Linked DNA regions of Triticum aestivum: region 2 is linked to region 1. Evidence: chromatin contacts called from public Hi-C data. All regions are on one chromosome and are shown on one strand. Each heading gives the region's core, a stretch centred on a gene start, on an enhancer-like site or on the middle of the called end of the contact. The rest is flanking DNA. Distances are from core to core; before and after follow the strand shown.

Region 1 (4,324 bases), core at 1,109-3,608:
TTAAGAGAAATTTTAATTTAATGCTAACTCAGAAGCCTGCATTTATTTATTTATTTTGCATTGGGCATAGTGCAATGAAATTTTGGCGCAAATGAAAATTCCAGTAACTATATGGGTTGGGAGATTTACTAGTAACAATTTTCTTGAGACCACTATGTTATGAGAAGTTTACTCGCATATTTGCATAAGTAGATAAAGTGTCATGCCAATTCGCCTTAAGCGGTCACTTTAAATCTTATCTGACAGACTGACACTGGATTATGGTAACATATTGCATATAACTAGATAAAGTGTCATGCCAATTCACCTTAAGCGGACACTTATCTGACACTGGATTATGGTAACCCTGTTTGGTCGAACAGCTTCCAAATATATATTTGGTTGTTTGACCAACTTTTTTTCTTAATCAAGTTGCAAACAAATGTAGTATTGATTTCCAAACATGTGAGATTCAATGTGAGAGGATAAATATATTTATCTAACTTTAATTTATTTCCTCAAAAAACAAAAAGACTTGTTGCAACTTTTACCATGGCAGGTTGAAAACACTGCTTAATATCTGTGGTCACAGGCTCAAATCATCTAATTCTCTAATAGTATGAAATAGGCATTTCAGGTAGTCACCCACCACGATCCATATATTTCCCAGCTTAAAAAATGCTTTACTATTAAATATACAAAAGTATTCACTTCTTTCCCAGCGTACAACTATTTGTAATAGAAATACATAGGTTATTCAGTTATATATATATATCTCATGCATAACCCTGACCCTACAAACCGCCTAATCTACCATCCAAGATTTTGATCACTTCAATTTTTTGGCTTAAAAAAAACACAAGTGTTCATTCAGCTAAAACTCTACGCAGAAAGCATCAGCAAATGAATCACTGCGTTTGCAGCTTATGTTAAGAGTATATCAAAACACATACCTGTGTAGCAATGACAACAGTGAACTCGGAAAAGAAGGAAGGATTTGTATCTATCATTGTCGCTACAGACTCCTCAACATATTTGGCTTTCACAGCATCATTGAGCTCTTGTAGGAAAGAACAGATAGATTTTGCTCTTGAATGACCCAAGCACCCTTCATCCACTGAACAGAAATACAGAGCACTCAGTAAATATGAATTCCATCACTTTTATGGAAATGAATTTAAGGAACAGAAGGAACAGCATCGCATATTCGCATTACACAAAAAATTGTTTCCCAGGTCCGACGGTTCAACTTTGGAATCATCAACAACAGTAACACTCCCTATTCCTCCAAGCACAAGGTTCTTCAGCGCTTCAGTTCCGGTAGGGCCACAGTTAAGCAAGCATATGCTAGCCTTCTCCAGTGCAGCCTGTCCTTGATCACCCCATATCCTGTACTTCATATTTACAAGATCATGTAGCTTTCAATATATGCACATATTCATCATAAGCTTTTGTAGGGAGGAACTTAAGCTGATAATAATGAACATCTATTGTAAGACATTACTGAGAAAAAGTGAAGGGCAGAAGGCCATACAATAGAATGTGGGTCATATTAAATTTATTAATTAAAGACTGTCATGAATTATAGTTTTGGTTTGCACTGATGAGCGCCAAAGATTTGTATCAGTAAATGTTGTTGCTATCCTGATGTCATGGATAACTATGTTTGGATAAGCTGAATTGCTGGTTTCCAAATAGCTCGATTTCAAAATTCCGTGCAGACTAAAAGAGCTACAAATGTAGTAGTGGACAGTCAACATGTTATTGTACTAGCATATGCACAGGAACTCGAACCACCCATGTAAGCACGATTCATCTGAAGTTCTGAACATCATCATAAACATAACAAGTAGTGCCGTCTTAACCAGCAACCAAACACTCGCTCCAATCAGGACCCAAACAGCGCTTCCAAAATCCCGAACAACAACAGCCACCCCGACTGCATGCAATGCAAGGCCCGCGGCCTTCGAATCTAGAAGCAGGGCACCCGCTTCCCTCGGACAGTTCAGGCCGGCCAGCGGGCCGAATCACAGCGGAAGCAGAAAACCCTAGACCACACGCCGCCCCTACCGAAACCGAGCCCGAGAGGACGAGCGTAGTTCCACCAGTCACGCGGAGATGTAACCAAGGGTGGGGTGATGCCGTGGAGGGCGCCGACGCGTTACCTGAGCTGGCGATCGTACTTGGTCTTGGGCTCGGCAACGGCGACGGCGGAGGCGGAGGCGGATGGGGCGGCGGCCATGGCTGCGGAGGCGTAGTCTCTTCCCTGTGCGGCGGTGGGGGTTTCCGCCTCGCCGCGCCGGGCCGCGCCGCCTCCTCACCGGCGCCCCCGAGGAATAAAGCGAGGAGCGGAAGTGGAAGTGCGGAGCCAGGGGAGAAGGCATTTATTCGCTTTCCGTTACTATGGCAAATGCGTCAGGCCAGCTAGAAGTTCTCCGCAGAGCCCATCCTGGCCCAACTTCCCATTCTCTCGGCCTACGTACCAGGACAGGCCTACTAGGCTTGTGTCGGCCTGGCCCAGAAGGCTATCAGGATTCCTCACCAAAAAAAAGATATCAGGAAGGCCCGATTCGAGTTTACATCACTCATTACGAGGTCACTAATTAAGGAATATTTGCCTAAAAAAACTAATTAAGGAATATTATTGTCTCAAAAAACTAATTAAGAAATACTATTTCTGGATTTATTTTAGAATTTCCGGCGATGCGCTTTCAGTGCATCGATGACAAGGCACCTACGGTGGCTTCGTAAATCTCAAGATGATATGCCGGCGCAGTCTCTCGGAGGTGCTCATAAGGGGTAGGGTGTGCGTGTGTGTGTTCATACGGTGAGTGTATGCGCGTATGTATGAGCGCTTGCGTCTATGTTGTGTTCAAAAACTAATTAAGCAATACTACCCCTAAAAAAACTAATTAAGGAATATTGATTCTAAAAAAAGTGTAAGTAATACTCGGCTAGAAAAACTAATTAAGGAATACTCTTTGTAAAGATCATTCCCACCTTATCATGAAAAAAACTTGATTCCTCCATGTTAAAGGATTCCTTGCGTCGAGATCTTTAAAACTTGGTTCCATGTTAATAGATTTCAACGAACTTTTTTTCCATAAAAAAAAGAAACTGGGAGCACTTTTTTCCATTTTCAAAGAGGCACGCGTTTTTTCCTTTCCAAAAGTCACGAACCGTGCCTCCATGAAAAGTAAATCCGTACCTCCATAAGAAGTAAGTATGTGCCTTTCACGGAAGGCAAAAAAGATTAAAAAAACATATTTTTTCCTTTTCCGCAAGGCACGACTGTACCTCTCGCGGAAGCAAATCCGTGTCTTCACGAGAAGTAAATCTGTGTCTCTCGTAGAATGAAAAAAATAAACGTATTTTTTCGAGAGGCACGATCATGGAAGCAAATCCCTGCCTATCGCAAAAGAAAAAAAGAAAAAAGAAAACATTTTTTCACTACTTTTTCTGTGAGGCATGATTGTGCCTCTCACAGAAGCAAATCCATGTCTTCATGAGAAGTAAATCCGTGTCTCTCGTGGAACGAAAAAATGCATCTTTTTTGTTTTCTGAGAGGTACGATCATGGAAGCAAATCCCTGCCACTCGTGGAAGGAAAAAAAGAAAACATGTTTTCATTTCTTTTTTGTGAGGCACGACTATGCTTCTCACGGAAGCAAATCTGTGCCTCCATGAGAAGTAAATCTGTGCCTCTTGCGGAATGAAAAAACACACACATTTTTCTTTTCCAAGAGGCACGGCCATGCCTCTCACCGAAACAAATCCGTGTCTTCCGCAGAAGGAAAAAAAAGGAAACGCATTTTTTGTGCTTTTTTCCGAAATTTGTTTTGGTCCAGATACTGAGGAAAGCCGAGAAAAACCCAAAAAAAATCATCTAAAAGCTGAAAACACGTATAGAAAAAAAACCGAAGGGAGCGCCGATAGTGCGACACGTGGCGGCGGCTAAGAGTGCGCCACTTGACGCACTCCCAATTAATCCCAAGTGACCCTTGCGGGGCTCCCGAAGGAGTACTCCTTGATTAGTTGCTCTCTCGTCAACAACAACATCATATAACCGCATGTTCGGTTGGAGGCCTGGGTACCGGCCACTCCTATTTGGCACGTTAGCGACCTAGCGGATACTCCCCATCTCTCCTCTTATTGGGCCGGTGAGGGAGTCCAGGACTAAGGGGGCCTCGGGCGTCCGGCCTGTTAGCCATGAGCCGGACTGTTGGGCTGTGAAGATACAAAGACCGAAGACTCTACCCGTGTCCGGATGGGACTCTCCTTGGCGTGGAAGGCAAGCTTGATGACCTAATATGAAGATTCTCTTCTCTGTAACCGACTTTGTGTAA
Region 2 (4,324 bases), core at 1,036-3,535, 250 kb before region 1:
TACCAACTGGCAACAAACTTAGTGCTCCGTACAACTTCTCCAATTTGTACATATAGAATCATTTAGTTATCCACAGTCAAAACCTAGCTCCCCCCCCCCCCCTCCAAATCACAACTATCACATACTCTTTGCTCACTAATTTTCTCTTTGTTGGATACACTCTGTCTTCCCCGCCGATGATTTAGCGTATTGTGGATTATCATCTCCTCCAACACTTCGAGAGGCTAGCAACTTCAACTTGGAGATGGTAGCACAAGTAACAGTCGTAGGTGGATGATTGCATGCATTGTTGAAGTGATGCCACTTGGAAATGGTAGCACGCATGGGCGGAGCTACACTAGGATTGCATGCATTGTCGATGAGCATGAACATTAACTTCATATTTGTGTCTCTGGTGGTGGTTCAGTGATGGGGTCTCGTTAGCGTCTCAACAAGAAGATAAATAAGAGTGTCCCACCGATCAGAAGCAATAATTAAAATAGATGCATTGTATATACTCCCATACAAAACTATAGGGATGAAGCCAACCCATCCACCTCCATCCATGCTTGTGTTCTCACTTCTATTATGTCTATTGTACCGAGGATTCCAGGCGACTTCTGCCTTATCCACACGCGATTTCCTTCCCCACACGACTAACGGTTGAGCCCTATAGAGGATTTTTAACTCATGTATGAATACATGATCATTTCTTTTGTAGATATGTCATTCCTACAAATACATGCAATTTATCAACACTAGACAAAAACCTTGATCAAAATGTGTAGCTCATGAGCCACACCGATCGACGGCCTATGTGACTTTTAATCTCCCTCCACGAATGAGTATATCAAATACGTTTCAAAACTTGTTGGTTGTGGTGAGTGCACGACATAAGACCCAAATCTAGGTGGGGATACACAATTTATGTGGACTTGTTTTATTATTGCCATAATTTTGTTTTAAATTAGTTTTTGACTTTTTACATGTTGTTCAAAAGCCTACACATTTGATCATGTTTGTGCTCACTTCATCAAATGAAGGCCCATGAGTTTCATGCCTTTGGCGCAGCCACTTGGAGAAGGTGTACAAGTGAACAGCCATTATTTTGGCGGAGCTATACTAGGATTTGGATGTACAAGTGAACAATCATTATTTTGGCAAACATTTTGAATGGCACATATATAATTCACGTATATAGGACAATGCACATCAAATGAATGAGGAAATATGCGTAAAACTAGGATTTTTAGGTGACTCTGTACACCCATTCTTGAGCTGCTGGCTCCGCCACTAGGAGGGATTTTTCTTTGGGTACAGCCACTTGACAAGGGAGCTTCGGTGCTTATAGTCATCACTAGGTGATCTACGAATCTAGGTATAGTTTTTATTATTTTGGGTGTTCGTTGTACTGCCATGACTGAAAATGAATAGATCGGAAGTTTTGACGCAAAAAAAAATGGTAGCAAGGGATTTGTTCAATGATAGAGTGAAAGACCCTCTTTGGAAAAAAAAAACACATGGAATTGATCGACTCAACTCGTAGGCGGTTCAGTTAGAACAGAATAACGAACAAATCAATGTAACACGTATGTAGTCTCAGAAATCAACGAACGAACAAGTCCTAAATACGTACATAATCATAAAAATGAGAGAATGAACCAAGGATCAACACCTACTAGTGTGCAGCAAATGTACAAATCCAATCGCGCACACAGGAGAACCAGTAAACCTGCACTGGGTGCCTACCTATATCGAACCAGCTATAGAGAAACCAATGAAACGCTAGCCAGCTAGACGAAGAGCTGGAGCAGAACCGGCGGTGCCTGGGCCGTGGTGGCGGCCCCGTGCTCGCGGTGCCGGCGCATATGTCCCCCGAGCGCCTGCCCCATCTCGAACTCGAGCCCGCAGATGTGGCACCGGTGCGCCTGCTTCTGGTCCGTGGTCTTCCTGGTCGCCGGCTGATCGGACCCGGCAGCGAGGCCGAGCGCGAGCCCGTTGCGGCCGCGGAGGTGGCTGGTCCGGTGCCCGCCAAGCGCCTGGAACGACGGGAACGAGCGGCTGCACGTCTTGCACACGAACTCCCCGTCCGCGGCGCCGCGGCGCATCTTCTTGCTGCGGTCGGCGATGGCGCCGAGGGAGAGCGAGAGGGAGAGGGACGAGGGCGCATCGGCCTCATCTCTGTACTGCTGCTTCATTGACGAAACCATGGCGGCTAGTCGGATGACCTCTACAAGAGTTCGTAGTTCTGTGCGGATTCGGTCACTCGGAAGAGCTCGGAATTGGCTGTGGATATGGCTCGGTCGTGCAGGGTTAGCCTTTTATAGTGCTAGCGGTGGGGAGTGGCTGGTACTAGTAGCCACCAGGTACATCGCTTGTAGACCACGTCTGGCTTGACGACTGCGGTGCGGAGGCACGACTTGGAGCCCGTCGCGATCGGCGGCGACCCCCCTAAAGCGCAGGTCAGGAAAGATAGAACCTTCTCCTCTGCTCGCGTCAGCCTAGAGTAATTGCTTAGCCTGCTCCGAGGTAGCCCGTGACGCGGTTACGTGCATGTGGACCGAAGGGACAGCGAAATGGGACGGAACCATAATTTGACAGCTCGCGGTCCATATCCGTTGTACTCCTGGTTGGGTATTTGTTGCTGCATGGACCGGCCTACTTTATGTTGACTGGCGCCGATTTGACGGATCAATCAACGACGATTCTTTCGCCAGAAGAATGAGGGCATGCATACTATTCCACAGTTCTTTCTCTTCTTTTGCATGGACGGTTCCAAGTTTCCAGTTTCGGTTCTTGCTCCTGTTCTCCAGTCCAAGAATGGCTTGCCGCGTCCGCATGAATTACAGCACCACATGCATGCAGCTATGGAATTTCTCCGTGATGCATGGCACATGCGCCACGCGCTCCAACGATCGTCCGTGTGCATGCATTGCACTCGTACGCGTGTGTGCATGTGCCTGTATTTCACGGAAATGACTACAAATCCTGACTAGCTAACTGCAATACGCGCTAAATTAGTTCTTTTGCACCACAAGCCATGAATGAGCATGTGCATATCGAGACTCAAGAAACGGATGGCGACGACCCCGATTCAAGTCAATTGTTGTTGGGTACGGCTGGGGAGTGACGTCCCTGTTGTGGAGCTTATGACATACTCCTACTTCTCTCTCGAGCGGTCTGGTCCAATGCGCTAACACATCGGTCCGCAAACTGGTCTGGACGTCTGTTTATCCACAGCAGGGCCGTCTCCAGAAATTTAAGGCCCCTGTGCGAAATGCAAATTGTGGTCCTAAACTTTCTAGAATACTTGGTTTTTAAGAAAAGAAATTTGAATAAATTCAAACACTGTATAAATTATAGGCTAGTCAAGGTAATATAACAAAAATAAACGACCTAAATGTTAAACGAGCAACTATCTTGGAAATCTTGGTGTGTGTCAAGTTGATTAACTAACCAACTTCATATAACAAAAATAAACGACCTGAATTGATGCGTATGCGCACAATATACTGACTAATATAATTATTCAACAGTACACAATATAGTCTAAATTTAATGGATTCAATTTGAGCGCACCTCTTAGACATATCGGTGATGCCCTCACCTTTGGTCTTGGCCACCCGCTGCTTCAACTTGTGTGTTTTGATTTGCTGCGACTTTCCGATCGAGCGACCCGCGGCTAGCGGAATCATGGAATTAATTCTTGATACGAGAAGAGCTATGAATTATGAACTGAGCTGTGTCTCCGGGCAGGAAATGAAGCAATCACTAAAGCAAAAAAAAAACAAAGGAAACGAAGCAATCAAAAACGAGACAACACCATTAGCCCTGCGGCGGCGCATATCTGTCAGTTCGTCTCCGGAAAGATCGTAGATTGATCAATGTATCGGTAGGCGGGAGCCACTAGTTAACGAGCGCTTCTTCGGGAGCCTCGCAACAATCAGCGCCACTTGGCGCGCTCTCAGCCATTCACCACGCGTTGCGCTCTGGGTGCTCCCTCCGGATTTTTATTTTTATTTTTCCGCACGCGTTTTCGGCTATTTAAAAGTTTTTTTTAGGTTTTTCCGATGTTTTGGTTTTCCACCGGTCTTCCTTAGCTTTTCGACCAAAAAATCCGAAATAAAAAATTTGCGTGAAAAAACACGTTTTTTATTCTTTCGCGAGAGTCACTGTTTTGCTTCCGCGAGAGGCACGGTTTTGCTTTCGCGAGAGTCACGGTCGTGCCTCTCGGAAACGAAAAAAAAACGTGTTTTCTGTTTTTTTTTCTTTCGCGAGAGTCACGGTTTTGCTTCCGCGAGAGGCACGGTTGTGCTTTCGCGAGAGTCACGGCAGTGCCTCTAGG

What was found. A called contact is a pair of places that touch in the nucleus more often than the background predicts.
Region 2: a contact with region 1 is called in a Hi-C map of leaf, with 3 times the contacts expected there. The contact joins the promoter of LOC123125998 here to the promoter of LOC123123480 in region 1. A contact is called at or near these places in 2 of 5 Hi-C or Micro-C datasets (both in leaf).

What each region holds. Positions count from the first base shown.
Region 1 is chr5D:528,344,234-528,348,557 of IWGSC CS RefSeq v2.1, reverse strand. LOC123123480 (NEDD8-activating enzyme E1 regulatory subunit AXR1) reads right to left here and starts at 2,358. Exons shown (of 14, transcript XM_044543998.1): 1 at 2,145-2,358; 2 at 1,196-1,368; 3 at 933-1,096. The coding sequence starts at 2,221.
Region 2 is chr5D:528,590,996-528,595,319 of IWGSC CS RefSeq v2.1, reverse strand. LOC123125998 (zinc finger protein ZAT12) reads right to left here and starts at 2,285. Exons shown (of 1, transcript XM_044546425.1): 1 at 1,530-2,285. The coding sequence starts at 2,189. The coding sequence ends at 1,773.